Regions from separate parts of the Mus musculus genome. Here regions 1, 3, 4 and 5 are each linked to region 2. The links are chromatin contacts, called in public Hi-C and HiChIP or PLAC-seq maps. All regions are on one chromosome and are shown on one strand. The core of a region is the stretch at or near the end of the contact, and the rest is flanking DNA. Distances in the headings are between cores, read along the strand shown.

What was found. Hi-C and Micro-C count contacts between places; a contact is called where the count stands out from the background. HiChIP or PLAC-seq counts read pairs in DNA pulled down with a chosen protein or histone mark.
Region 1: a FOXA1 HiChIP or PLAC-seq map of pancreatic cancer cells shows a contact between it and region 2. The contact joins the promoter of Dll1 here to the promoter of Rgmb in region 2. A contact is called at or near these places in 1 of 484 Hi-C or Micro-C datasets (embryonic stem cells), 1 of 115 datasets of contacts at active chromatin or transcription factors (pancreatic cancer cells) and 2 of 9 other capture datasets (adipose tissue and liver).
Region 3: a Hi-C map of uterus shows a contact between it and region 2, with 2.6 times the contacts expected there. The contact joins the enhancer-like site here to the promoter of Rgmb in region 2. A contact is called at or near these places in 6 of 39 promoter capture datasets (cranial neural crest, embryonic stem cells, hippocampal neurons and 2 more), 5 of 484 Hi-C or Micro-C datasets (embryonic fibroblasts and uterus), 17 of 115 datasets of contacts at active chromatin or transcription factors (the NIH/3T3 cell line, astrocytes, craniofacial prominence and 13 more) and 1 of 9 other capture datasets (adipose tissue).
Region 4: a contact with region 2 is called in a Hi-C map of myocytes, with 8 times the contacts expected there. The contact joins the enhancer-like site here to the promoter of Rgmb in region 2. A contact is called at or near these places in 4 of 39 promoter capture datasets (cranial neural crest, embryonic stem cells, frontonasal cranial neural crest and 1 more), 9 of 484 Hi-C or Micro-C datasets (the C2C12 cell line, cortical neurons, embryonic stem cells and 3 more), 19 of 115 datasets of contacts at active chromatin or transcription factors (the NIH/3T3 cell line, astrocytes, craniofacial prominence and 12 more) and 2 of 9 other capture datasets (adipose tissue and embryonic stem cells).
Region 5: an H3K4me3 HiChIP or PLAC-seq map of neural tube shows a contact between it and region 2, with 4 times the contacts expected there. The contact joins the enhancer-like site here to the promoter of Rgmb in region 2. A contact is called at or near these places in 5 of 39 promoter capture datasets (the 3T3-L1 cell line, hippocampal neurons, liver and 1 more), 1 of 484 Hi-C or Micro-C datasets (the 3T3-L1 cell line), 11 of 115 datasets of contacts at active chromatin or transcription factors (the NIH/3T3 cell line, craniofacial prominence, embryonic basal ganglia and 7 more) and 2 of 9 other capture datasets (adipose tissue and pancreatic islet).

Annotation. Positions count from the first base shown.
Region 1 is chr17:15,373,369-15,378,251 of GRCm38.p6, forward strand. It overlaps Dll1 (delta like canonical Notch ligand 1), which reads right to left and starts at 2,455. Exons shown (of 11, transcript NM_007865.3): 1 at 1,819-2,455; 2 at 1,298-1,591; 3 at 522-582; 4 at 69-326. The coding sequence starts at 1,872.
Region 2 is chr17:15,829,815-15,834,455 of GRCm38.p6, forward strand. Rgmb (repulsive guidance molecule family member B) reads right to left here and starts at 1,251. Exons shown (of 5, transcript NM_001372257.1): 1 at 807-1,251. It also overlaps the pseudogene Gm3292.
Region 3 is chr17:16,149,446-16,154,417 of GRCm38.p6, forward strand. No RefSeq gene overlaps it. Among named protein-coding and RNA genes, the nearest start is that of Gm41534, 84 kb to the right of the region's middle. Within about 2 kb of position 2,261, at least 1 of the 459 cell types and tissues checked has an H3K27ac peak or open chromatin away from gene starts, as enhancers often do. A contact at or near this core is called in uterus, where this site is marked.
Region 4 is chr17:16,217,302-16,222,176 of GRCm38.p6, forward strand. No RefSeq gene overlaps it. Among named protein-coding and RNA genes, the nearest start is that of Gm41534, 16 kb to the right of the region's middle. Within about 2 kb of position 1,445, at least 16 of the 459 cell types and tissues checked have an H3K27ac peak or open chromatin away from gene starts, as enhancers often do. A contact at or near this core is called in muscle stem cells, myocytes and neural tube, where this site is marked.
Region 5 is chr17:16,099,295-16,103,711 of GRCm38.p6, forward strand. No RefSeq gene overlaps it. Among named protein-coding and RNA genes, the nearest start is that of Gm41534, 130 kb to the right of the region's middle. Within about 2 kb of position 2,492, at least 1 of the 459 cell types and tissues checked has an H3K27ac peak or open chromatin away from gene starts, as enhancers often do.

The DNA.
Region 1 (4,883 bases), core at 1,205-3,704, 460 kb before region 2:
TCCTGTTGCAAAGCCTCGTGTCTTTCCCCATAAATGGACCCTTAGGGGTCATTCTCCAGAGGACTCACGGTCAGTGCAGTACTGGCCTTTCCAGCCAGGGTCGCACATCTTCTCCCCTCTGTCCCCGCAGGTGAAGTGGCCAAAGGCGTCATCCCGAGGTCGGCAGAACACAGAGCAACCTTCTCCGTAGTAGTGCTCGTCACACACAAACCGGTAAGAGTACCGGAGGTCTGTGCGGCCGCTACTGTGAAGGTCCTGAGACCATTCTTCTCCCACAGTGAGGTGCCTCTGTGTGGTCAGGCGGCTGATGAGTCTTTCTGGGTTTTCTGAGAGAGAAGATGCTCAGGTTGGTAATGATAACACCTAGACGCTAGGAACCGAGAGAGTGGTATGGATGCTGTCAAGCCAAGGACCCTTCTTCTCTGAACTCCAGGTGCAGAGTGAAGGTAAGAGGCCTGGGCTGAGTGGGTAAACTGTGTATCAATGGGGAGAATGCATAGTTTAGGGGCTTGGAGTCTTACCTGTTGCGAGGTCATCGGGAGAGTCTGTATGGAGGGCTTCAATGATCAGAGAGAAGGTACCCTAGGGAAAGGGGAGAAGATGCTTGATAACCGGAAGTGTGGAGGAGGAGGAAGGGGAGGAGGAGGAGTTGGGAGACTAGGAGTGGGAGGAGGAGGAGCTGGAGGAGGAGGAGAGGCATTAAAGAGAACCAAGTACAGAGGCTCTCAGATCTCTGTGTTGTGCCAATGAAGGTCAACTCCTATCACTTTCCTTAATTAGAAGAATTTTAAAGAGTGTCCCCCCCCACACACACACCGTGTGTGGGTTTGGTTTTTTAAAAACATGTTAATACAGGAAATTGTATTTTAAAAAGGGGGGAGAGTACTTGATGGAGCAAGGTGGGGTGCAGGAAGAGGAGAGGGCAGCTGTCATTTGTTTTCTGGGGGTGGAACCTCGAGGATGGAGAGCAGCCCCAGCACTGGTAGCAACCCAACCAAGGCCTAAGAGCTAGGGGACAAGAACTCTCCCAACTTTGGGGGTAGGGGAGGGAAGCATTCGACCTTTCAGGTAAGTAGGAGGTGTGTGAGAAATGCCCAGGGCTTGCAAAAGCCTCTGGGGTTCCACACCCCCTCCTCAACTGCCAGTCAGTTCCCAGTAAGAAGTCAAGACCTCAGGCGTGTCTTTGTGGGATTCCCCAACCCTTATCAGTGGCCCTTGCCTTCTTCCCACTGCCAACCACCAACCAGCCACCCCTACCCCTCCAGACCCAGCCGAGTGCGCGCAGGTGCCCACTCACTGGCCAGGTGAAGCCGAAGGGGAATCGGATGGGGTTGCTGAAGGCGGGGTCGATGCCTGCGCCATCAGGCAGGCTGAAGGAGTCGACACCCAGCACTGGCGTGACAGCACTGCCGTAGGTGCAGGGTGGCTCCGGTGACACGCTGGCCTGGTAGTGCTTGAGGCATACGCGAAAGAAGGTCCTGCAGGCGCAAGGCGGGCCAGAGCCCCCGCGGCAGCAGTTGCGGTTCCCCAGCAGCCCCTTCTTGTTGACGAACTCCTGCAGCTTCAGCTCAAATACGCCGGAGCTCCAGACCTGCGCGGGGAAGGGGCGTGAGGTCGCGCCGGCGGCGGAGGGACCCGGGGGCGCGCGGGCCCTTGCTAGGACGCAGAGGCCGAGCGCACCTCAGCGCCCATCCGGAGCTGCCCGCTGCCGGGCAGCTCTCGGGGTCGTCGCTGCCGGAGTCACTTGGGGATGGACAGCTGATCGGCTGGTCCGACTCCCCTCCCTCCACCGCGCAGCAGCCCCGCCCGGCCCCCTACCTGGCACAGCAGGGCAGAGACCACGGCAAGGGCTAGCGCGCTCCGACGGCCCATGGTACCGCTGGACGCCCTTGCTCTCCTAGAGTATCCTCTTTTCTTTCTTCTTCAAAGACCCAGGGATGCCAGGAAAGTCTATATGACCCGAGGAGTACTGGCGGAAAGGCGTCTCTCGGCTCCAGGTGTGCTATCAGGGCCAGGTCGCTTCAGGAGGGTGCGGTGCCTTCAGCTAGGTCCCCGGCAAGAGCTCTACGAGGCACTGAGAAAGGACAACTTTCGGTTTCCTCTTCGTCTGGCTTTCAGTCCACGGAGAGGTGAGTGTCTCCTGCTTTCTGGTTTTGTCTTAAGCTTCTTCGCGGAGGGAAAGAGGAGAAAGGAGATAAGACACAGAGGGAAGAGAGCCCAGATGTTCAGCTTAATTCCCAAGAGAGCTTGCAGTGGCTTCCTTCGCAGGCCTATTAGGAAGCGGCGGTCTGGAAATCCCACCGGTGAGGCGATAATCCGGGGCCCCGAGGGGCGCGGTGGGAACGGTGGTGGCAAGGACTGCGGCGCGCGCCCTGGTTTCCCGGCCCGGCGTCACTCGGCAGCCGCTGCCGCTCCCAGAGTGTTCTAGACCGGTATCTCTTGCACTATCGCCAAGCCTCGCGTCTTCCTCAAGAATTCAGCCAATGCCATGCGAGAACACACACCGAGGACCGGAGGCCGAAGCGTGGGAGGCTCCGTGCCGCACCGGTGCTCTCCCGTGACCTGCCCTGGTCAGACAGGGTAACCGCGGGTGCACGCCGGAGGATCTGGCCCGGGCTGGCGCCTGCCACCCTTAAATCCTGCCGGCCGCTCGCATAACTAATGAGATGCAAATGAGCAGCCCCCCAATCTGGCGAGAGCTGTCACAAAGGAGCCACTTTTCCAAACCCTCCTCTCAATGGATCGCCAAATGGTCAGTGAGCTGTAAAATGTGCAACCCTCCTCCCCGCCCCCCACCTCCCCGCCCCCTAGTCCTCTCTGCCTCCGCCCTCGCCCCTTCGCCTCCCTCCCCCAGCGCAAAACCCGCTCATTTACATTCCTGCAAAACGTTCCCGGAGACGAACCGCTCTGCTCCCGGAGCTGGAGCTGAGGCCGCGTCGCCCACCGCCCCACCGCCACAGGCCCGAAGACCCTAGGCACGCTGGGCGGCCTGAGCCTCCCACTCGCGGTCACCGCTAGACTCGCTCGCAGGACGCGGCCTCCGGACCTTGGCGTTTCCAACACTAGCCGCCTAGGCTCTCCTCGTTTGTTCAGTCCTAGGGACTGAGGAACCGGGGAGAGGTTAGAGGCCCGCGTCCCTGCTGCTGCCCCTCCTCCCTGGCAGCCTCTTTCTAAGGAGGAGTCTCCCGGAGGGGGCGGGGGCGGGGTGCCCGGTAGGAAAGGGACCCTTGAAGAGGTGGGCAAAGGGTGGCAAGAGCACCCCGGCAGTTTGGGAAGTTTGGGGAGGTTAGGCACGCTTATACCTCTGGTGAAGCCTGGCGATTGAGCCTCGGAGAGTGCCGATGGGCTAGCGATCCGGGCCGGACACCCCCAGACACCGCAGTGTCCCGGAGCGCTGCTGTCTCCGTGTTGTCCACGATCACTGGAAATGGGGAATTGGGGTCCGGATAGTGTATTCCCTGAGCCAGCAGAGCCAAAAGCTAAGCTTACCCCTTTCCCGGTGTACACACCCTCTCCCGGGAGATTTTCAACCAACACCACCTTCACTGGTGTCCGGTCCCACTCTCCTGGGTATTCCCCTCAGGCCTCCCTCTGCTTGGTAAAAAGTGAGTTTGGTGTGTGTCGTTCGCGTGGCTGTCATTAAGGCAGTCTGTTATTGTGCGAGGCTGAATCAGTGGCTCTTTGTGCGCTCAGCTGTATGGTAATGCAGACAGCACCTGCTCTCTGCACAATGCGGAGAGAAAGAGCTCCCCTCCGCGCACGCCGCGGCCTCTGCGACAATGTCCGGCACATGTTTGAAAGACTCCCCCCACCTCACCCCCCAACACATAACCTTTACACAACCGTCACCTTATTAGGTTTTTACACATCCATCAGACACTAGAACTTTTGTTTTCTTTTTTTTCTTTTTTTTTTTTTAAGGGAAATGAGTTTATTGGGAGGGCCCAGGACACACGTATCACAATGAATTACCTAAACGGCTCCCCTGGTTACAAGCTCCAGAGAAAAGTAAATGGAGATATAGTCTCTGACTTAGCACCTAGCTTTGTGTTGAGCATGCCATGAGCTGTATATTCCCATCTTTAGAGGGGCCTCTTTACTCCACCCCCACCACCTAGGCAGCTTCATTAGAATCCCGAGGTGTGATTCTTGGAGCTAGTGTTCCTTTGATTGTAGCACAGCCCCTAGGGTGTACCTGACAGGTGTCCTCACTGTAGGTGTTGCTGTCCTGTTGGTGAGAATGAGCCCTGTCCTGGCAGAGTAGCTTGATCATTTAGGCCAGTATCTGGAGCAAGATGTATATAATGCACAGAAAGAGAGGAAAACCTTCGCATGCCCAGAGAAACACTGCTAACAAGAATCTAGCAGTTACTGGGCAGAATCATCTGTGTTGGGCCATCTGGCAACTGAAATTACAGCTCCTTTTCTGATGACCCAGCCTGCCTACTGCTACCCTGTCTCCCAAACACTTTCAAAGTTTCAGAATCAACAGGAATTTCTGCACTTCACGTCGTCATCGCCAACTCACAGACAATCAAAGAGTTAACCAAAAAGCCATGTGTATAATACTCAAGGCTGAGGTGAGAAAGGCAGGGTTAGATCCCACTTTTTAAAAAACCTGTTTATTATAGAACAAATGGAGGCTTCAAAAGATACTGACACCCCTAAGGCACACCCCCATGGCCGTGGCAAAAACAGTCCCTGTCCTTTGTAAACTGTGTAGGGATTTGCTACATCACCACAAGGCTGGGCTAGCTTGAATCCTAACTTAATCTTGCCACCTAGTGTTAGGATTCCTTTTTCACTAGCTAATGTTTCCTGGGAAAGTTACTTTCTGAGAACTCTGTTTCTCAGAGCTCTGAAGCTGCTCTCTGTTGGGACTT
Region 2 (4,641 bases), core at 1-2,500:
CAGTAGGGCTCGCTTCTGGCTCTCAGGGCTAGAAGCGGCAGGTGCAAAAAGCATTTGGGAGCCGCTTGCCAGTGCTTGGAGGTAATGTGCTTCCTGTCCATTTATCTCAGGAAACCAGCACAGCCTTCCCTTCGAAACAAAATTAACCTCTCATTAGCCAGCCACTCACTCCCAAGAAGGCCTTAAAAGCTTTACCCTCTCACTAATGTATTTAGGCTTTTCTTCCAGGCAAACGAAGCCGAGGCTGTACTAACATCAGCCCCAGGGGTTCCTATGGGCTCCCTCAGGAGCCAGCCAGCCTTTCACCAGTCTAGTTTGGGAAATTGGCCAACACAGGATCCCAGTTTGTAGAAGCAGTCCGACCCAACACCCCTGAACGAACTTCACACCACCCCCGCCCCCACGATAAGTTTGTCTCTGTTTTCTTGGGCTCCTCTCACATTAAAGCTTCAGCTCCATTACCCCCGAGGAATGGGGAAGGGAATGGGGAAACTTCAGTGGCCAGCTGTTCCCAGGTCATAGGAGGCGACTGTCCCTTAGGGGAAGCGTCTACGGAAAGCTGGGGGTTGGGGAGCAGCCTTCCTTAGACTCTAGTCGGTTCCAGGCATTGCAAATTAAACGTGGCCAGGAGCTTTTGGAACGCCAGGGCTTTCTCACCCTGGACCCCACAGCCCGGAGCCTGGCAGATTTATACCACACAGGTGGACCAAGACCTAAACAAAACAGTCCCGGCCGCTGCCTGCTATTCGCCCCCCCCCCACCGTCCTCCGGGCCCACCGCAAACTTCAACAAAATAAACAACTCACCACAGGCATTCCCTTGTCTGCAGCGCGACGCTTGCCAGCTGGGAAAATAAGCCGCAAGCCACGCGGCCGGGGCGCAGGAGGGAGGCCACGCCGCGCCCGCCACTCTGCCCCAGGTGGGCGGCAGGCGGGCGGCTCCACCCGGGGGCCGCTCTCCAGATGCCGGTTCCCGAGTGAGCTCCGGGGCAGTGCTTGCACCCTGCCAGCCAGCGGGGCCTCTCTGTCACCTAGGCGGAGAGGGCGGGGAGACAGGTCCCTCTCCCCAACTTCCTCCAAACTGTTCTCTTCCCACCCCTGCCCCACGGCCACAGAGGCAGACAACCTCTGCAGCGCCGGTCCCCAGTCCACCGCTCTACCCTACTGTCCTGCTGGAGACCCGACGGCAGGGAGCGTGGTACGCCTCTCCCCGTTTCCAGGTCCTGCTCTCTCCTCTCCCGCGGTCCTACACACCGGCTTGCACAAAGGCGCCTTTCACGCCGCCAGCGCCGCCCTCTGCGCCGCCCTCCGGGCCCGCAGCGCTGCCTTTACCCACCCGGCTCATCACGGTCCTGCTGCGGGCTCTGCCTGTTGTCAGCCGGACGCGTGCGGTGTTCGCACTCCGCGCCGCCACGACGGCAACAGACCCCCCTCCCCTCGATTTTTCTCCTCGCTTTTTATAGCTGTCCATCAGTGCCCTCAAAAGCACGTCCCTCCAACTATCCTCTAGGGTCTTCCTACTGCGTGTAACTGTGAAGGAGGTGACAGGGATGGTCCTCTGGACGTGTGCGAGCACAAGAGGGTTATCGTTCCTGTCCACCTGAGGTGCCAATATGACTTGGCTTCACGTCGAGAGAAAGGGTAGAAAGAAACCCCTTAGACCCAAATGAGAAAGTGTATTGTAAAAGAACTGGCTCAGGAAATGTTTCAGGACGACGTCCTTTGCATCCCGTGGAAGGAGATGGGGGAGGGGAGATCGAGCTATGTTCTCCAGGGTGATTCTTTTTTTTTTTTTTTTAATAATACAAAGTAAATTATGATTTTATTGTGAAATTCTCATAGATGGAAAATTAAATTGAATATTTATTCTGTCCATTTTTCAATTTACAATAATCTTACCACTTATTTTTGTACCATGTATTTCAATTGTCTGTTTAGTGAAAAATAAACCTGTAATTTCTGGCTTATTTTTAGTTTAATATTTTATCATTAAAGACCTCCAGGGTGATTCTTGAGCTTCATAGATAGTTAGCGGCAGCTCACTCATTCTAGAACAAGAGTGCGGTTTTGTTTTGTTTTCTTTAGTTAAGACAAAACTCTAAGCATCTGGGCTCAGGTAGTTAGTTAATCCTTATCCTCCCCAGATCGCCTTCTCTCCACTAACCTTTACCTGCAGTTTCTCCATCTAACGGTAGGGGCAGCATAGGGTAGTATAAAAAAGGGCGGGACTTCGAGGGTTTAACTTCTGAACCTTGGGTTCACTATCAAGAAAAATGTGGAAGGTTGAGGACTCAGAACTCCCAGGTTCAGAAATTCAATAACAAAAGACCCCTCGTCATATTCCCTGTCTGGATTTTTGCATTTCATTTTCCGTTATCTTCTCTAAATACCAATCAAATTGGGGAGAAAACCAAACCAAACCAAACCAAACCAAACCAAACAAAAATACCTTGAGTCCGTTTAAGGTGTCTGTAAGATACACTGGAACCTGCTCTATTTGGTATTGAGAACAACAACAACAACAACAACAACAACAACAACAACAAAAGGTGGCGGTGGTGGTGTTGGGCTCAGTTAGTGGTCCTACAGAAACAGGAATTTTAATGTCCCCACTTGTTTTGCCTTTGAAAAGCCACTTGAGCAATCAGCCCAGCAGAGCTTTAATTTAGAAACTAAAGCCTAGTCTCCTGTGTTTTTCCTTCTCCTTCTACCAACACAAAGACAAGCTGCTGCATAGCATAATGTTGAAAACGAGTTCAAAGGAAATCCAGAGAGTCAGCTCAGAAGGCGACTTCTGATGCAGCCCAGTTCTTCACTCCTCTGCACAGCTAGCTAGACTTCACATAAACACAGACACAAATCATCACAATCCCCTTTTCCATAATACTGGCCGATGCAAAAATGGATGCCAATTGTTATGCAAATCGCCTCAGCTTGTATTTATTTAAATGATACATTTAACTTTTCCACAGTCTCGTTTTTTTTTTTTTTTTTTGTCCCACTTTGAAAGCTTGGGCTTTAGTCCCCTCTGTGGTCATCTGTGCCTTATTTCCTTGTAGAGTTTTTGAAATTAATGCACAAAAAGGCTGAAATTTCATGACGTGCTAGTCTGTCTGTCTTTCTTTCTTTCTTTTCTTAGATCATCTGAATTTTCTAATCCTTCTTTACAGGTTACCTAGACCATTTTTGATTAAGAAAACTGTAGAAAGTTGGTAACTGTCACACACAGATGCCGGTTGGTGGCACATGTCAGTTTTCCAGATTTGTGCTTTGTGGGGTATCTGAATACACTGCACCAGGTTATGGTAGATTTTAGTCCACAGGTCGATTTTCCCCCATTTTTTTTAAAAATGTAAACCCTAAAGTATTCTTACAGAATTTTCTACGGTACTTAGAGAATTCTTCAGCTAGGTCAGCCCAGAGTGGGTACGGAGGCTGGGGCTGTTCACCAGTGCTGCCAGGGGCTGAATTGCTTGGCCAGTCTTGGTGGCTAGGTTCCAGTTTTCAGCAGTAATTACCTGCAGACAGATCTGCCCCTTTTCATCAATGTCAGGGTGGTAGATCTTTGTTTTAAATGTGATGTTGGGTGGTTTGAGTGGATACTTTGCTGGAAAGTTTATTTCAGTTCTGAAGGCATCATATGGAGGGCCGTCAGGAACAATAAGCCCTTGTCAAGTCAGTCAATTACGTTTGTCAACCTGGGTGTTAGGGAAGATTTCATCCCACATTTTCAGGTCTCTTCACACTCCTTCATCAGCCTCCTGCTGGCTGCCATCTATGAAGTGCTGCTTAGAAACTATACATCTCATCTCCTGTTTAAACAAAACCTAAAACCATGCCTAGCTTTTACTAGCAATATACACTTTTTAAAATAGAACTAGTAAGGAGAATTTCCTTGAGTTCAAATTTATGGGGAAGAGACATGACAGCTTATAATGCAAGTATATATTGTTTAATGATTAAATCAAGGTTGTTTGACATTTCCATTTCCTCTAACAAGTGTCTCAACACACAGGATAAGAAGCCCCCCTCTTAAAAAATATTTGTACACATTTATGGATTAAAGCATGATATTTTAGTACAGGAATACAGCATGTATTGATCAAATCAGGATAATTAATGTTTCCATTTCAGCATGACTTTGTGTTTAAGTACTCCTCATGTTAGAAAATAAAAATTTGTTCGAAAATAAATAGTAGTGAGAAATGTGAACTTTGAAAATTGTGTTGCTATTATGTAAAAATTTTAACTTAGAAATGATAATTACATATATTTATCATGACAACACAATGCTTTGGAGTAGGTATACATTGTAGAATGCCTAAATTTAATATCGACTTGATATGCTTAGGGTTTATTGTTTTGGAGGGGATGAGAATATTTACCATCTAGTCTCAGTGATTTTTTTTAAGAGTTCCTTCAGGTTGTTATTAGCTATGGTCAATTATATTGTATAACAGTTCAACTTCAACACTCCCACTGTCTCATTCACATAGGCTAAAATATTTAAGTGTCTAATTAGATCTTGGATGTTCCATCAATAAAAGGATATGACTTGTGTTTTTCATCATCAAATTTTTTTTTCTTTTTTTCTCTTGGATATTTTGTTTATTTACATTTCAAATGTTATCATTGTTCCTGG
Region 3 (4,972 bases), core at 1,011-3,510, 320 kb after region 2:
CAGATAAGGGCTTGATGCTTCATCAGATAAATGATGCTGTGTACAGTTTAACTATAACAGAGACCAGGACATAATTTCATTAAATTTTTTAAATTTTCTTTTTATTTTATGTGTATGAATGTTTTGTATGTCAGTGTGTGTGTGTGTGTGTGTGTGTGTGTGTGTGTGTGTGTGTGTGTAGATAGAGACCATACATTTGAAGAGTAAAGGAGGGAAATGGAGAAGGTGGTGGAGGGAGAGGACAGGAGAGATGATGGGAGTGAGGAAAGGCAAGGAGGGAAATTATGTAATTATATTATTTTAATTAAAATAGGAAAAAAAGAAAAAATAAGAAAATCTCCCAAGTTGTCAGACTGCAGGAAGAAAAAGAGGCTTAAGAAATAAATTCTACATTAATAGTGACAGTGACATTGAATTGGGGTGACAGCTCAATCAGTAAAGTATTTATTTTGTAAACACAGGACTTGAGTTTGACCCTGAAAACCATGTTCAAAAAGTCAACAGTGGTGGCATTAGCTTTTAATACAGATGCTAGGAAGATGGAGACAGGTGAATCCTTAAGACTCATGGCGGGAAGAAATTCTAGTCTACTTGGTGAGTTCTAGGTCAATGAGTAAAAGACTCCATTTCAACTGAGTAAATACAGCAGCAACAGCAACAGCAACAACAGCAACAGCAACAACAACAGCAACAACAACAGCAACAACAACAGCAACAACAGCAACAACAACAGCAACAACAGCAACAACAATAACAGCAACTGCACAAAGGTGGACGAGTGCATCTATGGAATGACACTTGAGGCTGCTGTTTGGCCTCTACAGGTAAACAAACACATGCATATACAAGGGCACATGGATACTCATTCAAACACATATCTGCACATACATGCAAACACACATGCACACAAATGTGCTGTACAAATATTAATGATTGATCATGCTATATGAGCTATATTACCAGAAGATAATAAAATGAGGAAACTCAATTCATATGATACTGGAAATACTTTATATATATCAATATGAAATTATTCTAAACTGTTAACACCAAAGATAAGGTGATAAAAAATTTTCTTTCTGATTATAGTTACCCACAAAGGACTGGGAGGTATGGCGTGGTAGAAATAGGCTAACTTAACACTAAAGTACTTTCCAGAGAAATGATCATTATAAGAAAAACAGCAACAGTGAGTAAGAGTGATTTTTATGTCTATTTTATTTTCATTTTGCTGTTCGTCCACATCAGATAAGGGCTTGATGCTTCATCGGATAAATGATGCTGTGTACAGTTTAACTATAACAGAGACCAGGACATAATTTCATTAAATTTTCTAAATTTTCTTTTTATTTTATGTGTATGAGTGTTTTGTATGTCAGTGTGCCACCTATGTGCCTGGTGCCAGAGGAGGGCAAAAGAGAAGATTGGATCCCATGGAACTGAAGTTTTGAATGACCATGATCATGCTGGGACTCTAACCTGAATCTTCTGCAAGAGCAGTCAGTTGAACCACTGAGCCACCTCCAGTGCCAACGCACATGATTAAAATAAGGAAAGGTTCCTGTTTTGTTTTAACCATTCCAAATCCTTAGAATCTAAGCAGGATGGATGAATTGATTTTACTTTTGAAACTCAGTACAAAGACAATCATCTCACACAAGATATTTGCATCTGACTTAAAAAAACAAACAAATGAAATTCTTAGATTCATAACCCATAGTTGGGTTGCACCTCTTATTTTCATGGATTATATTAACTTTCTCAGAAGCAGGGAGAAATCACAAATCCTTTTACTGAACTTTTCTTAAAACACATATAATTTTGCTTGGAGGAGAGATTGGACAGCAGACAGCAACATTTCTTTTCCTTTTATGGATGATAGTTTTTTTCTTTTAGTGCTAGGGCTTGAACCTGGGACCTCACACATGCTACTTGAACACTCAGCAACAACCTCAACCCAGAGAAAACGTCTATGAATCTCAGACTTCTCCGGAGCTTTCCAGTAATGAGTGTTCTGAGGGAAACAAGAGGGAAATGAAGCCCCATTGTCCCGTTTCCCTAGAGTAATATGGCTGTTCTCGTCAGTCTTGGGTCACGAAACATTCATTGTTTACTGCAAACATCCTGGAAGTGAATCTTTAAAACATCTTCTGGGACTTTTAAGACCTCAAGTAAAATTGAAGTCTTTTGGGGGAGTAGTGATTCATCACTTTGTTCCTTGGGAATCCTGGGAACAGATGTTCTCAATACCACCCACCATGGTTGTGTCAACTCCAAAATAAAGCGGTGAACTGAGGCAGCTTTCCAGACAGAGCTGTTCACAAAGCAGTTTGGGACTTAATTATTTTGGTGTCACATGGGGAAATTCAACCAACCCCCCTAGGCAAGTAAAAGCACTCCCTTTTAGGGAATTTTTGTAGAGAAAAGACCAGAACATAAGCAAATGTTTGGTCATAGACACAACTGAGATATTTTAATCTACTTAAACAGCTTAGTGATTAATGCAGGCGGGGTTGTGTGACATAAATACATTATATATTTGCAGGAAAACATAATGAAACCAATTATTTTGTAAAATTAATTATTTGCTAATAGAAGAGTTAATTAAGAGCTTTGCTAATAGCGTTTCTCATTTAAGTTAGGCTGCGGTGTTAGAATTTCATCAGTAACAGAAGAAAAAAGGCAAAGAATTAAATAATCATATGTTCTAGGGTTGGAATGTCTTATTTTTTTAATAAGGGCAGTAAAATAGGGCCTTTCCTGGAGCATCCTTGGTGGGTCCTCTTTGTCCCAGAACCATTACTAACTGTTCTCACTGCCCAACAAAACTCAAATTAAATGGCCAGTCCACTTACAGGTCACTAAGTGTAATATCAACTCAAATGGTTCTTCCAGTATCTGAATTCCAGAGAAGCAGGCCTGGAGAACTGATGTATGTGAACATACATAAGAGATATCACTCTTTGAAACCTCAAATTGCATGTCCTGTTAGTGTGTGTATGCATTTGCATGTGCATGTGTATATGATTTTGATGTTTGGAATCTTACAAATGTACAACTTGAAATTTCTGAGCTTTAATAAAAATATTAACTTTTGACAGTGTATTAGTTAGGGTTTCTATGGCTTCAAAGAGACACCATGACCAACTTTCTCTTTCTTTATTTTTTTTCAGTTTCAATTTCTTTTTAATTACTTAATTATTTTTTACACTCCAGATTTCATTACCCTCCCAGTCCACACTCTGACTGTTCCAAATCCCATACCTCCTCCCCACACCCTTGTCTCCACAAGGATGTCCCCACCACCCACCACCCACCCTACCTGACCTCTAAACTCCCTACTTCCTCCAGTCTCTTGAGGGTTAGGTGCATCTTCTCAGAATGAATACAAACCCGGCAGTCCTCTGCTGTATATGTGTTGGGAACCTCCTATCAGCTGGTGTATGCTGCCTGGTTGGTGATTCAGTGTCTGAGAGATCTCGGGGGTTCAGGTTGATCGAGACTGCTGATCCTCCTACAGGATCACCCTCCTCCCCAGCTTCTTCCAGCTTTTCCTTAATTCAACCACAGGGGTCAGTAGCTTCCGTTCATTGGTGGGGTACAAATATCTGCATCTGACTTTTTCAGCTGCTTGCTGGGTCTTTAAGAGGGCAGTCATAATAGCTTTTGTGAGTGCTCCATAGCCTCAGTAATAGTGTCTGGCCTTGGGACATCCCCTTGAACTGAATCCCACTTTTGGCCTGTTGCTGAACCTTCTTTTCCTCAGGCTCCTCTCCATTTCTATCTCAGCAGTTCTTTTAGACAGGAACATATATGGGTCAGAGTTAGAGGTGGGCACTGCAAGTTCCCTCTCTCCACTGTAGGGCATTTCATCTAGTGTCCCTCCCTTTGAGTCCCGAGAGTCTCTCACCTCCCAGGTGTCTGGTGCATTCTGAAGGTTCACCCTAACCTCCTACCTCACAAGGTTGTCTGTTTCCATTCTTTTTGTTGGCCCTTCAGTCCTTCTCCCCCACCCAATAATAGATTATGTTCCCCTTTTCGCCCCCTCCTACCCCGTCCACTTGTTAACTTTCCCTCTCAGGTCTCCCCCTCTCTCCCACCTTGTGACTGATTTCTTCTCCTTCCCAAGTGGGACTGAGGCATCCTCACTTGGGCACTTCAGCTTTTTGACCTTTTTGAGTTCTGTGGACTGTATCTTGGGTATTCTATACTTTTTATTTTTTGGCTAATATTCACTTATTAGTGAGTACATACTGTGCATATCCTTTTGGGTCTGAGATACCCCTCTCAGGATGATATTTTCTAGTTCCATCCACTTGCCTGCAAAACTAAGGATGTCCTCATTCTTAATAGCTGAGTAGTATTCCATTGTGTAAATGAATCACATTTTCTGTATCCATTCTTCTGTAGTGGGGCATCTGGGTTGTTTCCAGCTTCTGACTATCACAAACAAGGCCGGTATGAATATAGTGGAACACATGCTCCTGTGGCATGGTGGGGTATCTTTTGGGTATATTCACAAGAGTGGTATTGCTGAGTCTTCAGGTAGATCTGTTTCCAATTTTCTGAGGAACCTCCAGGTTGATTTCCAGAGTGGTTGTACCAGATTGCAATCCTACCAGCAATGGAGGAGTGTTCCTCTTCCTCCACATCCTCTCCAACATGTATTGTCACCTGAGGTTTTGCTCTTAGCCATTCTGATTGGTGTGAGGTGGAATCTCAGGGACATTTTGATTTTGCATTTCTCTGATCACTAAGGACTTTGAACATTTCTTTAAGTGCTTCTTTAAGTGCCGTTCCTCTGTTGTGAATTCTCGGGTTAGTTCTACACCCCATTTTTGATTGGGTTTGTTGTTGTTGGTTTTTTGTTGCTGTTTTGTTTTTATTTTGTTTTGTTTTGTTTTGTTTCGGTGGTTAGTTTCTTGAGTTCTTTATATATTTTGGATATTATCCTTCTATCAGATGTGGAGTT
Region 4 (4,875 bases), core at 195-2,694, 390 kb after region 2:
GGATTGTTTCCTTTTCTCAGAAACCTAAACCTTTGCACCTTTCATTTTGTATATCTATTAAGCAATAATCAGTTAATTCTTGAGTGGTGGCAGAAATCTATTGAACAAGTTTTTTTCTGGCCCTATCATAGTTTATACGGCCTCATCTTTACTATGCAAGAAAATGAAGAACTATGAGAACAATGTGAACACACAGATAACCCAAACACAGTGAACAGAAACATCACATTTCAGTTTTAACTTAATTCTGTAACAGTTTTACATCTCAATATTGTCACTCTATTATGCACTTCTTCTTCTTCTTCCCCTTCTCCTCCTCCTCCTTTTCCTCTTTTTCCTTTTGCTTGTATTAAACAGAAAGGTTTAATAATTCACAGTCACATCTTTCCACAATTTTGCAAACAAAACATAGTTTTTATCCTCTAAACTTAGATTTTTTTGTAAGCTTTAAAGATTTTAAAAAGTCTTATGATGTTCAAATTCAGAATTCAGAGAAAATAGTCATGACAATAGTCTCCCATAATATTGATATCCTCTATGTCAGAGGGATATTTTCTTTGACTCCTTTCTTTAAGCCTATAATGTTATGCCCTTGCCATCTGATATTCATTAGGTTCCTATCAGAATTTCATAGTAGACAGCTTTGGACAAATGTTCTTAATATTTTATAATATTATGCATGTTTGTTACTACCCTAAAAACTCCAGTGTGCTGCCCATTCTTTCCCTTTCTCCTCTGCATAACTTGAAATGTCCTTTGTGTTTGAATGCTGTCTTACCGGATTTTCCCTTTACTCAGGGATTGATTAGATGCAGTCACTTTAGTAACATAGTATAAGGTAAAATTTAGGGTTTGCTTCCTTAAATTCTGTTCCAATAAATAGATTTAAGTTTGTTAAAATAAAGTGAAAGTGGAGGAACAGAAGGGGAGGGAGAGAAGGAGTGAGGGAGAAAAGGCGGGAGAGGGAATGAGGGGTGAGAGAAAGAGAGAGAAAGAGAGAGAGAGGGAGGGAGGGAGAGAGGGAGGGAGAGAGAGAGAGGGAGGGAGAGAGAGGGAGAGAGAGAGAGGGAGGGAGAGAGAGAGAGAGAGGGAGGGAGAGAGAGAGAGGGAGAGAAAGGGAGAGAGAGGGAGAGAGAGGGAGAGACAGGGAGAGAGAGACCTGGATCATGTCCCTTTCATCTGCAACTAAGACTTATGTATAAAAATATTTTGTAAAATAATTGTCCACAGATACACACAAAAATATATTTTAAGGAAGAAGTGTACTTTAAGCACTACTCTAATCCAAAGTGTGCATATACATATGCAAACATAAAGCACATAGGGCTTTTGTGGGCACTGGCCAGGGTATTACAACTTAGGAATGTATGCTCACCAGAGCTAAGGCTGAGCTGGACCACCCACTAAACAGGGGCCACCCAAGGGAAAATTGGAGACCTGGGCAGGCAGTGCTGCCAGATTTGCTTCACAAAAACAGCTGCAGACATGGAATAGAACTGGGATGGCCATCCCAGCACCTGCTGCCTGGCCCAGACAGCTGGGGATAAGGCTGTGTGGGCCCAGCTGCTTTTAGGAAGGGCACTAACAAAGACTACCGCCGTTTTGGCATATGTCAACTCTTGCTATATTTGGTTGAGGAAGTTTGGCAGGGAGTTATGTGGTGTACCAACTAAAATTTAGGCTGATTAGTCATAAACCAGAATCATAAAATCATAGGATTGGAGGAACCTCCCGTAAAGTGGGTTTCAAACTTTGGTATGAATTAGAATAACATTGGGAATTCCAAACAAGGGTGGTTTCCAGACCTAACACCTTACAGAATCTAACGCAGTGGGTCTTGAGTGAAATTATTTAGAATTTACATTTTAGTCAGTACATGAAGTAAATTTCATCTAGATGAACTATGGAGTTTAAAGTTCTAAGGAACCTCACAGTTTGAGATATTTGTTTAAAATGTATATCATGTTGAGTTCTTATTTCAAAAGTAAGGTTGTATATAAATCTACCAGAAGTTATGAATTTCCCCTCTGCTAAACACAAATATGTAAGAATCATCCAAGTGATTATTGTCTTAAAGGTTCAGTATAGGCCACCAGCCATACATTTCCTTTAATGCCTCTACCTGCCAAAGTTACCACAACCTTTACAAACAGCACTACCAGGTGAAGATCAAGTTTCAAACAGCAAAGCCTAAAGGGCAGATTTCATATTCAAACCACAGTTAGGCAGGCTTCTATGAGGAAATACAAGATTAGCAGGAGGAAGTCAAAGTTCTGCGACAATATGGTTGCCCAGGATAAAACCAAGTAGGACCAGGGGCCCTATGAAGTCAGGGAAAGACTGTATGCAATGAATGATTGACACTACAGATTTATCAGAAGGGCTGGATGATATGATAAAAGGTTTGTGTTGGGGCAAAATAAACTTGATAGACAGGTGACAGGAATTTACAAACTGCAGTTGTATGAGCCAGTGGAAGGATACTTTTGTGCAAGGCCCTGGTGCTGTTGTATTTTGATGTTAATTCCATTCTCCTAGGAGGGGTTGTCTGGAATGAGGAATGAGTCACATACACAAGTGACTCCTTGTGACCCATCCCCTAATGAATACAGTAATTAATCCCTGGGAGAGTAGGTGGGACTTCTGGGCTGGAGAGAGGAAGAGAGGAAACAGAAAAGAGTTAGGGGCTTTTTTTTTTTTTTTTTTTTTTTGGTCGGGTTAGCGAGAGGCAAGATGTAGCTACTAGTGTCTCCCGGTTTATATGGCCAATATGCCAAGATTCTCCAACAGAGGATTTAGATTTAATATGGTTTAGAAGATTAGGATTATGGTTGTTGTGCCCAGAGATTGAGTTTCCATTGTTTCTGAAAGTTTGTGTTGCATTTTCCTTCATGCCACGGTTTGACTGGGTTTAAGAGAGAAAGGTTCGGCAGCAAAGCGTAGGTTTGCCAGATGTGCACCAAAAAGGCCGTGGGGATTTTGAAGCATGGGGCTAGCTCATAACGATTCATCAGTGGGAATTTAGCGAGCTGGGTGGAAAGATTTGAAACTCCGGGGCCAGAGAGTCTGCTGAGATGAGAACACCTGGCTAGAGCCATGTGGCCCCCCCGCCCCCCACCCCCGTGCCCAAAGTAGCGCAGGAATTTGCTGTTCATTTTAATATTTCTCACAACACACTCTGAACAAGAAAAAATATTTTTATTGAGGGGAGGAGAGGGTGATAGAGGTAGATAGATAGGACATTGATAGATAATAGATAGATGATAGATAGCCAGATCCAGCATGGAAATCCATGAAGGAATATTGGGGAATAAAACACCACAATGAGTAAAGAGAGGAAATGGAAGCCGTTTACCAAAGACAAACCATATAAAGCCGAGCAGTACTGTTTTTTATAACAGATCCATAGTCCTCAGGAGACTCAGAGCCAGCTTCAGATCCAGTGACTATTCTGGTGTATGAATCAGCGGTAGAGAGAAACACCATTTTATCATTCTATATGATCCAAAGACAGCAGCTAGGCATCACATGAAAGAGAATCGAATCTATTGTCAAAATCTGAATTCTTCAGGGATCTGATCTGAGTGAAGGGGAGAAAGCGCCGACTCATCCTGCTTAATCTCCTAGGTAAGGGAAGGGCCGGAAGGGAGAGGCAGTTCTGTGGCACAGGAGAGTCAGACACATACAAAGGAAAAAAATGTGACCAGGTTGGAAAGTGTACAGGGAAGGATTATATGATCAACCGAGAATTACTCTGGTGCGTGGTAGATTGAATCATGAGACCAGCCAGGAATCAAATTCAGCAGCCACTTATCTGTCTCACTGCCACAGGGCCCTTGGATCCTAAAGTTCTAAGGCTAGAGATGATACCTATCGATATATCCATTTATCAGGGTTAGAAATAGTCCAGAAGCCTTAAAAATATGAAAACAAGCCATCTACAAATACAGATCTTAATGATATGGATGCTTCCTATATTCCCATCACTCTTGGGAAACATCACCTAGATAAAATAAAAGTATTAAAAAAAAGATAAGATCTGAAAAGTCTCAGGGGGATGGGAGAGCGAGCTCAGTGTACAGGATGCAGAATTAAGTGTGACCAGCAGAGGCCCCTGACACTCAGCAGCAGAGAAGGGAAACTACCAAAGATAGCTCTGGGGGATTTTGGACAGCCATTCAATCCAATCTAAGCAATGGACCAAGCCATTGAAAAAGGATCCCACTAAGACTTCCTCCCATGCATAGACTGGTGGTCTCCATGTTAGACAGCCGACAGAGCAGCTACTCCAACACTTCCCATCCTTACTTTTGTGATTCATGGTTTTTATATTTAGCAGAATTTTTACTTTTTATATATAAATTTTTATGTTGTTCTTGCCCCTGTCGTAATCATCAAATTCTATATGTGATTTTTTTTTTCACTTTTAGGCAATGTATTTTCTTTTTAACATTTTAATTCATTTTCCTTATGTGTTTCTTACCACTTATATATTTAGTGTGTTTTGGATTAAGTGTTATTTCCCCAATGTTCTTTATTACATTTATCCACTTTTGTTTTTCACATAAGTTACTATGGTCTTTTTTTTTCTAGTTTCATTCTTTTCTCCTTCCTGCCATTATATTTTTTCTCCACTCTTCTTTATTCCCTTTTAATTTATTTAACTTTGCCTTTTTTCTGTTCCTACTAGTTCTACTTCCCTCCTGCATATCATTCACTTACATTCTCCACATTTACCTTAAATAGTTTAAAAGTTCATTTTTGAGTTTTGACATTTTCAGAGGCCATTGGTAATGTCTTAGTTTTATCATTCATTTTAAGTATATTTCTGTATCATGCATGGTTTGACACCACTGCAGCAACAGTAGCCCTTTT
Region 5 (4,417 bases), core at 1,242-3,741, 270 kb after region 2:
AGACTTATGCAGTGAAAATTGGAACAAGAGACAACACTTTGCTCTTCTTATATTTTGTATTTTTTTGTTTTGAATTTAGAACACAGTTCTTTTTCATAATTCATTTTAAAAATTGATTCACTTAATTGCTACTATCTTGACATTACCTGATAAATTTTGTGTCCATATATTTTAAACTACCGTCAGCTTGGCTGCAGACAGGTCTGGAAGTTTCATGGGCAAACAGAGGAGCTGGCCAAGAATAATCACTTAGGCAACAGACATAACGAATTTCTAACAGCAGTAGTCTTGACAAAGAAAGAATGCCTACTCCTTCGTGAATAACTCAAGAGGCTATCTGCAACTCCTAGACTGTTTGCCCACTGAACTCCTGGCCATCAGAAAGCTTGTGCTGTAGGCCAGTAACCTTCCTGGGAGTTCAGGGGAAAACTTCTTATGAATCTTCCTTTGATTAACAAGCAATTCAGCTAATAGCTCTCTAGTAAGACTCATGCTAATTAGGAGGGGGGGTGGGGATGGAATCCTATCATAGATGTAAGCAATGTAAATGTCATATCCTAATCAGTCCTTAGAAGTTAAATAATTTATTTGGCATTGTACAAATGAAGCAATAAGTTATGTTTGTATATGTTAGGGTAAACATTAAGTTATCTTTTCACTTAAGTTGTTAATATGAGATCTTAAAAAATTTAATAAAAATTTTTAATTGACAGTTTAGATAGTGTGTGTGTGTGTGTGTGTGTGTGTGTGTGTGTGTGTGTGTACACGTGTGCCATACCAAGTATGCAGAGGTCAAAGGGTATCCCTCAGAAGTCAGTTCTTTTCTACCATTAGGGTGCTGGCAATGAAGCTAAGATTGTTAACTTTAGAGGCAATAGCCAGCAATCACTGAGCCATATAGCCAGAACTGAACCGATAAACTCTTTTATCGTTTTCTTTTTTGTTCTGTTTAAGAAATTTATTTGAATTTGACAGATGACATATTTTCCCCAGATTTCACCAGCATTCACCTTGAAGCTCTAAGAATTACTCTCTGTGAGCTTGAATACTGAAAATAGATCTTTAGGATGGGGTATGCTCTGTCAAGAAAGCATTAACTATTTCTCTTCTTTCAAGTAATAAATTAGAGAAAATATCATTGAATAAATTCTGTAGTTACTCTTAAGTTATTCATACATGATTTTTTTATATGGCTTTTGGAAAATGGTCATACACATTTCTTTTTACCATGGCAACTCATGTGGGAATTTTTGTTTAGATCCCAGGAACCTTTTCAATGATGTGGCTAGGCAAAAGGTTATTAAATGTGTCATTCGGTGATTAATTGAAAGGAGGCGGAACTTAACTTTGGTTGCCTCTGGATTCAGCCTAAACTATCTGATCTTCTGCCTCTCAGACCTGTTGCTATTACTGTTACTAGACATCCAACTCAGAATTCCCCATGCCTTACCATCACACAAAGGAAAGTCAAGACAAATCCTGGTGTTTTCTTCTGAACTATATGTTATTTTGCAAAAAAGCATGAACTTTAAGTGGTACTTGGATAAAATTCATTGAAAAATTTTAATGTATTATAAGACAACCTTAGAATTTCCAGAGAATGATAGAATTGAATTATGATATGTGATAATTTGTAAATCATCAGTCTAGAGTATATCATTCTTTTAACAATTCTGTTATCAGAGCTGGGCATCCTTCAGATGCTAAAGCTTCAACTGAACTATAACAACTTCTACCACTCAGGGGACTGTCAATTAAATTTTAGTCATGCACTCTTGGATAATTGCAAAGTAGGTAGATCACCTGGTACCCCCCATATGTTCAGGGTCCCCTAGCTAAAAGCTGGTGCCATTCTTTCTAATGAATCTTGGGCTTTTTGTCCTATTGTCTAGGAATTAATTGTTTAGAAAACCCTTTATGATACTGATGATCTGGAAGTCTTTTGCAATATTATTTGTGGGACAGTTATTTTATAAAAAAGACCGAGGCGTCTATATCACACCGATTCTTTCATTAGTAAAAAGAACATTGGGAAGATAGATATAGAGCTTTGGATAAATATAAAGGAAGCAAGGAGACAAGGATGGAGCTGTAGTTAACATTTAATTTCATTCACTTATGGAAGCATGGGAGTCACCAGCCTGGACTGAAGCTAGTAGCTATTATCTGCCTGGATCTGTTCATAGGCTTGACCTACAGAACATGAAGCATACAGACTAGAAGCTTTTAAAAAGAATATTATCAGTAAAACTTGGATCAGCAGCCATAAGTAGGAATGCATTTCTACATAACTGGCTTACATACCTTATGTCCTTCCTGTTTTTACTAGTTGGTATATCCGTCAGTCAAGCTCTCCTTTTAAACATCAGCAAAACTTCTTGACACTTCCTATGCCTCTGCCAAGATTTCCCATTCTGACATCCTTTCCTATAAATCCTTTAATATGTTTTCAACAGCTGCTTTAAAACCCCCGTCTGCTAATGAAAACAGCCAGACCATTTGGAGAGTGCCTTCATAAATGGTCCTTTCCCTCAGTTATGGATCAGATTTCCAGTGTCTAGCATTGTTCCATTTTATTTTGGATATGATGAATGACAAAGTATACAGACTCTGTTTTATTCTTTCCTATAGGTTTTGAATTTCATTCTATTATTTCACTGGTGGCACATGGATGACTGGTTTAAGGCTGGTTACATGCTAAGATAGAATCCTCAATACTAAGTAGAGTCACAAGCTGTGGACTTTCTGGTGTTTTCATGGGAAGTCTGAAGTCATTCCAAATTCCTCTAATGTGACTGGGTCACTGATGAAATTCCCACCATCTAACTGTTGCTTTCTTTATGGGTTGAATTATATATGCAGCCATTTAAAAGACAATGGTTGAAGGCAAAAGCCACAGAATTTATTTCTCCTTTTTGTAGATTGCTTGTTTTCAGAATTTTGCTACTAGCTTAACTTATTTCTCATTACCCTATTGGGGTTAGTGTTTCTCTCTGGTTCTGTATCACTGGACTCCATGAAAGACTAAGGAATGTGCTCAGGGGAGCAGTGAATAAATCTGTTGCTAATCTCGCTTCAAGCTTTCTGTCAGCTCCAGTGTATACTTTCTTTTGTTCAGTATATTCAAATTGCCTAAAAGTATTTTGTTCAAAGTTTATATTGGTAGGAGAGTTAATTTGATATACGTAAACTATTCTGCAAATACCTGCAGAAAAAATGTAAACTTTAAAAATCAAAATAACATAGGTATATCTAATGCCACCCACATAGTGTTTCTCTTTTTTGAAACTAGATTAGTTAACATTTACTAATTGTGTGGTGCTAGGTAGAGTCCTGGAACTTTATATTTATTGACTTAAGTTCAAACATTTATGATAGAAAGTATGAATCATCCTAATGTGCCAGCTAGACAACTGTAAGAACTACTAACATACAGCAGATCTAGTCCCCTCTTCCTCTGTCCAAGACTTTGCCAATTGCTTATGATACACATGACTCTGTGTATAAATACACACTACGTGATTCTGTTTATACATATACACGCATAGTTAAAATGAACATTTCTCATCTGGGCTGGCCATGCTCTCTCCAAGAGTCAAAGAACAACCAATGAAAAACCTCTAATGCCAGGCATGGGGTACCTTTTATTGAGTTGTCGTCAGGGTTTTCCGAGAGACTTCTAAAACATAAAGCGTATTTCTATTGCCTTTGACTGACATCAAGAAGTGGAAGAAAAGTTCGTGTTGCTGAAGATATCATGCACTTTATGCACTGGAGGTAGAGGCTTCTGAAGTGGAACTGACTTGAATGCCTTCGCATGAAGACCAACTTTCATGGTAGCAGGTGTTATACAAGCTTTTCAAAGGAAGAAATCAGCCAAAAGTCCTATTCTTCTGTGGTGCATATGATCAACAACTACCATGACATAATGATCCTAAGTGTGCAGTAGAGGTGTGCATATGTGCTTGTAACCAACAACTCTTTAATTGGAGTTATGATCCACTTAACAATAGGAAAACTATGCCTGGTTCTAGGAACCTAGCCCATGACTTGGAGAAGAAACTTCAACTACTGTTACTGAACAAGCACATTCTCTAGGTATATTCTAAATAATTGTCCTTGCATCTATAGATAAGTGTAGTCCTTATCTTAGTCGCTCATCAAGAAAACTTCTCAGATGAAGTACAGAAGGTACAGATGGAAACCTTTACAGAAATCCAATCAAAATTGAGAGCTGTGGAGCCTAACCCTAATGGATACATCTACAAAACATTCCCAAACCAAAGACTCAGAGGACATAGCAGAAAAGGGGGTGGAAGAATTCTAAGAGCCACTGGGAGTTTTCTGCGAGATTATGTTTTCTAGTAACATCAGAAGCTACACCCGTATAAAGTCTTATTAATATGATTGCCTAAAT